Linked DNA regions of Capra hircus: region 1 is linked to region 2. Evidence: chromatin contacts called from public Hi-C data. All regions are on one chromosome and are shown on one strand. The core of a region is the stretch at or near the end of the contact, and the rest is flanking DNA. Distances in the headings are between cores, read along the strand shown. Region 1 holds the start of SLC22A8 (solute carrier family 22 member 8). Region 2 has its middle 14 kb from the start of CHRM1.

Region 1 (3,055 bases), core at 66-2,565, 110 kb before region 2:
CTCCTTAGCCCCCAGAGCAGACAGGAGGGATAGCTCCTAGGGTCCCTGGAAGAAGAACCCAAGAGCGAAAGGCAGGCAGGAGTGAAGCTGGAGGCCAGGCTAGGCGGCCGTGCTGAGGAGATGCAGACTTTGCAGAAATGTTGGCTCCAAGAGACAGAAGTGGGCTTAGAGTCACACTGCCCCTGCCCTGCCACTTCCTGGCTGGGGAACCCAGAACGAGTTACTTAACCTTTCTGTGCCTCCGTTTCCTAGAATAATGCTAGAATAGTAGTAGCAACAGGGCTGCCAGGAGGGTTAAATGAACTTCATGTTAAACACTGGAAAATGGGGGCTTGGATCAGGGTTTCTGATGAGGAAAGAGCTGGAAGAAGATACATCAGATCACCCACGGGGCTGGCTCTCAGGTGATTCTGGGCATTTGGGCTTGTTTTATTTCCTATAGTTTTTGCAAGAAACAGATGATTTTCTACATAATTATTTTAGTCACTCAATCAGATCCGACTCTTTGCAACCCCATGGACTCTGTCCATGGGGATTCTCCAGGCAAGAAGACTGGAGTGGATTACCATGCCCACCTCCAGGGGATCTTCCCAACCCAGGTATCGAACCCACGTCTCCCGCATTACAGGCAGATTCTGTACTGTCTGAGCCACCAGGGAAGCCCAGTTAAAATCATATTCAGAGGAAAAAAGAAAAAAAATACAGAACCCTAGGGACTGCAATTTGTCTTTAAAGGGAAACAGTTGATCAGAAGAAAAGCCCATCCAATGAGCATGGGGGTGGAAGGGGGGTAAGTATTCCCCAGGGTCTGAGATGCAGAATGGGCAGCCCTGACCGCCCCAGGAGCCCTAGGGGTGACAGCCCTGAGCCCTCGGGGCAGACACAGGTGACATTTCCTGCCCGGACGTACCCTGCCAAGAGGCACCAGGGAGGGGGAGCCAGTGCCCAGCGGCGTACTGTCCACTCACGGGCAGTAACACTTCTCTCATTGGCTCTTCTCAGTTCTGATTCTTCAGACCATCAGCTCAGAGAAGACCCTGGGCCCTCAGGACTCAAGCCAGACCCCCCAACCCCAGCCCCCAACCCCTCCCGCCCAGACCACCCAGGCTTCTGTCCTGCCAGCAGTCCCACTTGGCTCAGTCATGCCACCACCCCAGCCTCTACCGGGGCAGCCCTCTGAGGAAAGCTGGGCTTAGTGGGTCCACAGCACCCCCCTGCCGGTGTCATTAATCCCCAAAGAAAGTCAAACATTAGCCTGGGCAAACAGCTTACGCCTTATATAATCCCCCCTGGGGGAAGGCACAAACACAGCTTGTTGGAGCTGAACTGCCAAACCACAGCAGCTGCCAGATCTGGGACAGAGCAGGGCTCCAGCCACAGCGACCACCAGCCCCACCAGAGGGAGCAGCCAGGCTCAGCTACCAGGTGAGGAGGGACAGAGGCCCACCATGCCCCGGCCCCCAGGGACCCCGGGAAGACCAGGCCCTGCTTCCTCAGTGCATCTGGCCAAGTCCATTCAGCCCTTGGGACCTGCTCGGGTCCTTTCAGCTGCTCAGCTATGTGTGCCAGCCCCAGGAGACAGGCAAAAGCAAGAGGCACTGGGCTTGGGGAGACCTTCTCAACAGGCAACCTGGGTTCTGCCAACCCTGTGTGTCTGCTCAGGGCCATCAAGAACCCTTCCACTTACTCCTGACCTCCATCCTGGGTGGCCCACATCCAAGACCGAACCCCTTGGTCCCCATGGTGTAGCCTGCACTGCCCCATGCCTGCAGCAGGTGTGACCAGGCTGGCTGGACACACACTCCCACCCACAATTCCCACATGCACATCCGAGCTCACACAGTCATACCCTGACACTCCAGCCTCCCTGTGCCCATCTCTGCAGACACCACTCTGGACACACCCCACCCTTGCAACCCCATGTCTGTACATGCAGTCGGGGACGTCTTCACCCCCACATAACTCCACGGGTGCACACAGCTGAGCCCCATGTCCTTACAGACGTCCACATACACAAGCTCACACATGCACCTGGGCTCACCTTCCCACCTGTGCTTCCACACCCATCCACCTGCCCCCCCCCCCATCACCTCACATGCACACATCCCTCTCTCCGGCCTGGTGCCCCCCGCCCACAGCCCTGGCTCATCCTGCCCGGCACCATGACTTTTGCCGAGCTTGTGGACCGCGTGGCCAGCAACGGGCCGTTCCAGTTCCTGCACACTGTCCTGCTGGGCCTCCCCATCCTCGGCATGGCCAACCACAACCTGCTGCAGATCTTCACAGCCGCCACCCCCACCCACCACTGCCGCCCGCCACCCAACGCCTCTGCGGGGCCCTGGGTGCTCCCCATGGGCCAGAACGGGAAGCCTGAGATGTGCCTCCGTTTCGCATATCCATCCAACGCCAGCCTGCCCAATGACACCCAGGGCGCCACCGAGCCCTGCCTGGATGGCTGGACCTATGACGTCAGCTCCAGGGACTCCATCGTGGCTGAGGTATGACCGGAGGCCTGGCCTCTCCCTCCGCTGAGAGTCAGCACCACGCACTCATGGACAGGGGGGCAGGTGGGGGCCCCAGTCTCCCTAGGACCCAGGGACAGAGCTCTGGGCAGGCAGGGAGGAAGGACCTGGGTGCGGAGGACCAAAAGGTCCTATCTCTTCACATTCAGAGTATAAACAGCCCATTCTGTGCCAGGCATGGTGCCAAGCTCTGGGGACTCAAAAATGCACCGTCCCTGTTCCCACGGGGTCCACAGTCTAGCAGCGCTAACATCAATTAATGAGAGTGCCACCCAGGAAATGTCAGATTACAGCTTCAAAGTACTTAAGGCTGTGACCTGAGACTACAGCCCAGCCCTAGGCTGGGGGCAGGGACCGGGGGTAGGGGGAGCACTTCCCTACAGAAGGGACCCCGGGCTGAGATAAGAGAATCCAGCAAGAGTTAGCCAGGCAATGGGGGAAAGGAGGAAAATTCCGTCTTGGGCCAAGGCCCCAAGGTGGAACAGTGTGTGGAGCAGGGGGTGGATGGAGGGGAGGGTTGGAGCATACCTGAG
Region 2 (3,437 bases), core at 923-3,422:
TGTCTGGTGTTTCATGGAGGCTACTGACCACCCACATGGCTGACCTTAGTTACTTAGTCTCCAGCCCCTTCAGAGGCTATCCCAAGAGGCCCCTGGCTCCCAAATGAGCAAAAATACTCTTATCAAACAGGATATTCCAAGGGTTTAGGGGCTATCTCCCAGGAGCCAGGCAAACCTTTCTTTGGAGTGTGCGAGATTTGGACAGCCCAGACACTGGACTGAAAGCTGAGTTAACCCTTCAGTGCACAGTGGTCCTGACCAGTAGCATCAGTATCACTCAGGAACTTGTTAGACATATAACCTCTTGGAGTCACCCCAGATTTACTGAATCAAAAACTCTAGGGGTAGAGCCCAGCCATGTCTCAATAAGCTGCTCAGGTGATTATGACACAGGTTAAAGTCTGAGAAATTCTGACCTAGAGGAATAAGTCATGTACAGATGTGAAAGTTGGACCATAAAAAAAGCTGAGTGCCAAAGAATTGATGCTTTCAAACTGTGGTGCTGGAGACGACTCTTGAGAGTCCCTTGGACAGCAAAGAAATCAAACCAGTCAATCCTAAAGGAAATCAAACCTGAATATTCATTGGAAGGACTCATGCTGATGTTGAAGCTCCAATACTCTGGCCACCTAACACAAAGAGCTAACTCTTTGGAAAAGACCCTGATGCTGGGAAAGATTGAGGGCAGGAGAAGGAGGCGACAGAGGATGAGATGGTTGGATGGCATCATTGACTCAATGGACATGAATTCGAGCAAACTTCCAGAGATGGTGAAGGACAGGGAAGCCTGGCAAGCTGCAGTCCATGGCGTCACAAAGAGCCAGACACGACTTAGTGATTGAACAAGATAAATGAAGTCCTAGGTGGGGCTAATCCCTTACAGAGAGAGAGAGTGAAGTCCCTTCGAAGTCCCATCGCTCAGTCATGTCTGACTCTTTGCGACCCCATGGACTGTAGCCCACCAGGCTCCTCTGTCCATGGGATTTTCCAGGCAAGAATACTGGAGTGGGTTGCCATTTCCTTCTCCCGGGAATCTTCCTGACCCAGGGATTGAACCCAGGTCTCCTGCGTTGCGGGCACATGCTTTAACCTCAGAGCCACCAGGGAAGCCCAGAAAGAGTGAAGATTCAACCAATATACAGCTGGCAGGACTCCAAGAACCCTTTGAAAAGGAATCTTCCAATACTATGGGCAGGGAATTCCACTCCAGAGGTGACAGGACAGGCTGGCCAGAAGCTAGCAGGCACACAGCACTGTAGAGAATGACCATAGGACAAAAAAGCCCCTCCTCCTCTCCCACAGCACAGCTTCCTGGGTTGTCAGCTCAAGACCCTGAGAAGGTCCCTCCCTGAGCACCACCCACCACTTAGGCTTGAGCGCCCTTTAGGTTAAATGCCCTGCCCTGTGGCGAAGGCAGTGGGCCCCAGAAGCGGGGAGGTCCTGAGGAAGCCAAGCAGCATTGGGAGAGCAGGGGTGTCAGAATCAGACTGGCCTGACCTCTACTGGAGGCCAGGAGTGGAGAGGTCAAAGCTGGTATTCAGATGATGAACGGGGCTGGCAGGTCACAGGGCAATGTGTCCCTTGTCCCAGGCACAGGTCCTACCTGCCCACACCCCCTCCCCTCAGGCATGTCTCTTAATCCTGTCCCCCCCACCCACCCATGCCTTCCACATGGCTTTCGGAATCTTAGTTCCCAGATCAGGGATCCAACCTGGCCCCCTGCAGTGGAAGCAGGGTCCTAGCCACTGGAGCACCAGGAAATTACCCCCTCCCCTCAGGCGTGTCCTCAGCTCTGAAAGGGGAATTAACTCCGCAGAAGCCTTAAAAGGATGAGATGGACTGTAGGAAAAGCACCTTAATGCCTCAATAGGCAGCGTTACCGCAGCACCAGGCGGCTCCGCAGGTGAAGGCCAGACACCCAGCCCACGTTCAGGCCCACACCTTTCCCCACTCCTCCAGCCTGGGCTTCAAAAAGAGTTCGGAGCCTCATTCCACCAGCCGAGGGAGTAGAAACAGGGCTTGGAGAAACGAACAGGGGCGCCAGCACGCCTGGGTGGGGGAAGGTGTGCAATCCGGGAAGACTTCCCGGAGATGAGGTCTGAGCTCTGAAAGCCTCGGAAGCAAGATTCCTGCAGCTCCCGCTGCCGGACGACGGACGGAGGAGGCGGGAAGAGCTTGAGTCCTCCGGCCCTGGCTGGACATGGCCTCTCCCTCCTCCCCAAACGCAGCACCCTTTCCTGCTCTGAGGGAGTCCTCGCTCCATAAACAAGGGCGTTTTGTGCACCAGCAGGAAGCAGGGAAAAAATGGAATGCCTTTGTGAACGCCACCTCCTCCAGCTACCAGGCTGGAGCAGACCTTGAGAAGGGGGCGAGTAAGGACCGTTTCTCCTCCCGCGGGCCCCCGCCCCTCCGTTCCCATCGTGTCACTTTATCGCCATCTGCAGGAATAGCCGAGGAATAGCCCTGCCAAGAAAAAGGAGGTACTTCAAACCCGGGTTGGAGTGCTTCTCAGAGAATAGGCTGCTGCTGCTGCTGCTGCTGCTGCTGCTGCTGCTGCTGCTGCTGCTGCTGCTGCTGCTAAGTCGCTTCAGTCGTGTCCGACTCTGTGCGACCCCATAGACTGAAGCCCACCAGGCTCCCCTGCCCCTGGGATTCTCCAAGCAAGAATACTGGAGTGGGTGGCCATTTCCTTCTCCCATGCATGAAAGTGAAAGTGAAGTCTTGTCCGACTCTTCCAGACCCCATGGACTGACTGTAGCCTACCAGGCTCCTCCATCCATGGGATTTTCCAAGCAAGAGTACTGGAGCGGGTTGCCATTGCCTTCTCCACAGAGAATAAGACCATAGGACAAAAGACAGAATAGATGGTCTTGGCCGTCTCAGCTCCTGCCCCCACCCCTCAGCAGGAAACCTAGGTCCCCAAAGGGTCAGCTCACTTGGCTGATACTACTTCGAGGCAGGCCCTACCTTTCTCCAGCAGAGCAACTTCCCCAGACAACTTGGAGATGAATGAGAAGCAACGTGGCATCTAGGGACAAGATCATATTCTCCCAGGCCTCCCGCAGGCTTTTGGAATCCTCAGATTCCTTTTTTGGAGACTGGTTCTGATTTTACAGAACCAATGCTGACCCATCTGGAAATTCCAACAGGTAGTTGCTCACCTGTATAGCACGGAAACCTTATGAACACCAGGTGTCCCACACTAACCTCTAGGCTCCATGGAGTCTGAGACATCTCTGGTGGCTCAGACAGCAAAGAATTTGCTTGCTGTGCAGACCTGAGTTCGATCCCTCGGTTGGGAAGATCCCCTGGAGAAAGGAATGGTACCCACTCCAGTATTCTTGCCTGGAGAATTCCATGGACAGAGGAGACTGGCAGGCAGTCCATGGGGTCACAAAGTGTTGGACATAATTGAGTGACTGTCGCTTTGGGGGATT

What was found. A called contact is a pair of places that touch in the nucleus more often than the background predicts.
Region 1: a Hi-C map of liver shows a contact between it and region 2, with 5 times the contacts expected there. The contact joins the promoter of SLC22A8 here to the enhancer-like site in region 2. A contact is called at or near these places in 2 of 5 Hi-C or Micro-C datasets (blood and liver).

Annotation. Positions count from the first base shown.
Region 1 is chr29:41,644,277-41,647,331 of ARS1.2, reverse strand. It overlaps SLC22A8 (solute carrier family 22 member 8), which reads left to right and starts at 1,315. Exons shown (of 11, transcript XM_005699804.2): 1 at 1,315-1,425; 2 at 2,139-2,498. The coding sequence starts at 2,163.
Region 2 is chr29:41,539,151-41,542,587 of ARS1.2, reverse strand. No RefSeq gene overlaps it. Among named protein-coding and RNA genes, the nearest start is that of CHRM1, 14 kb to the left of the region's middle. Within about 2 kb of position 2,172, at least 1 of the 5 cell types and tissues checked has an H3K27ac peak or open chromatin away from gene starts, as enhancers often do.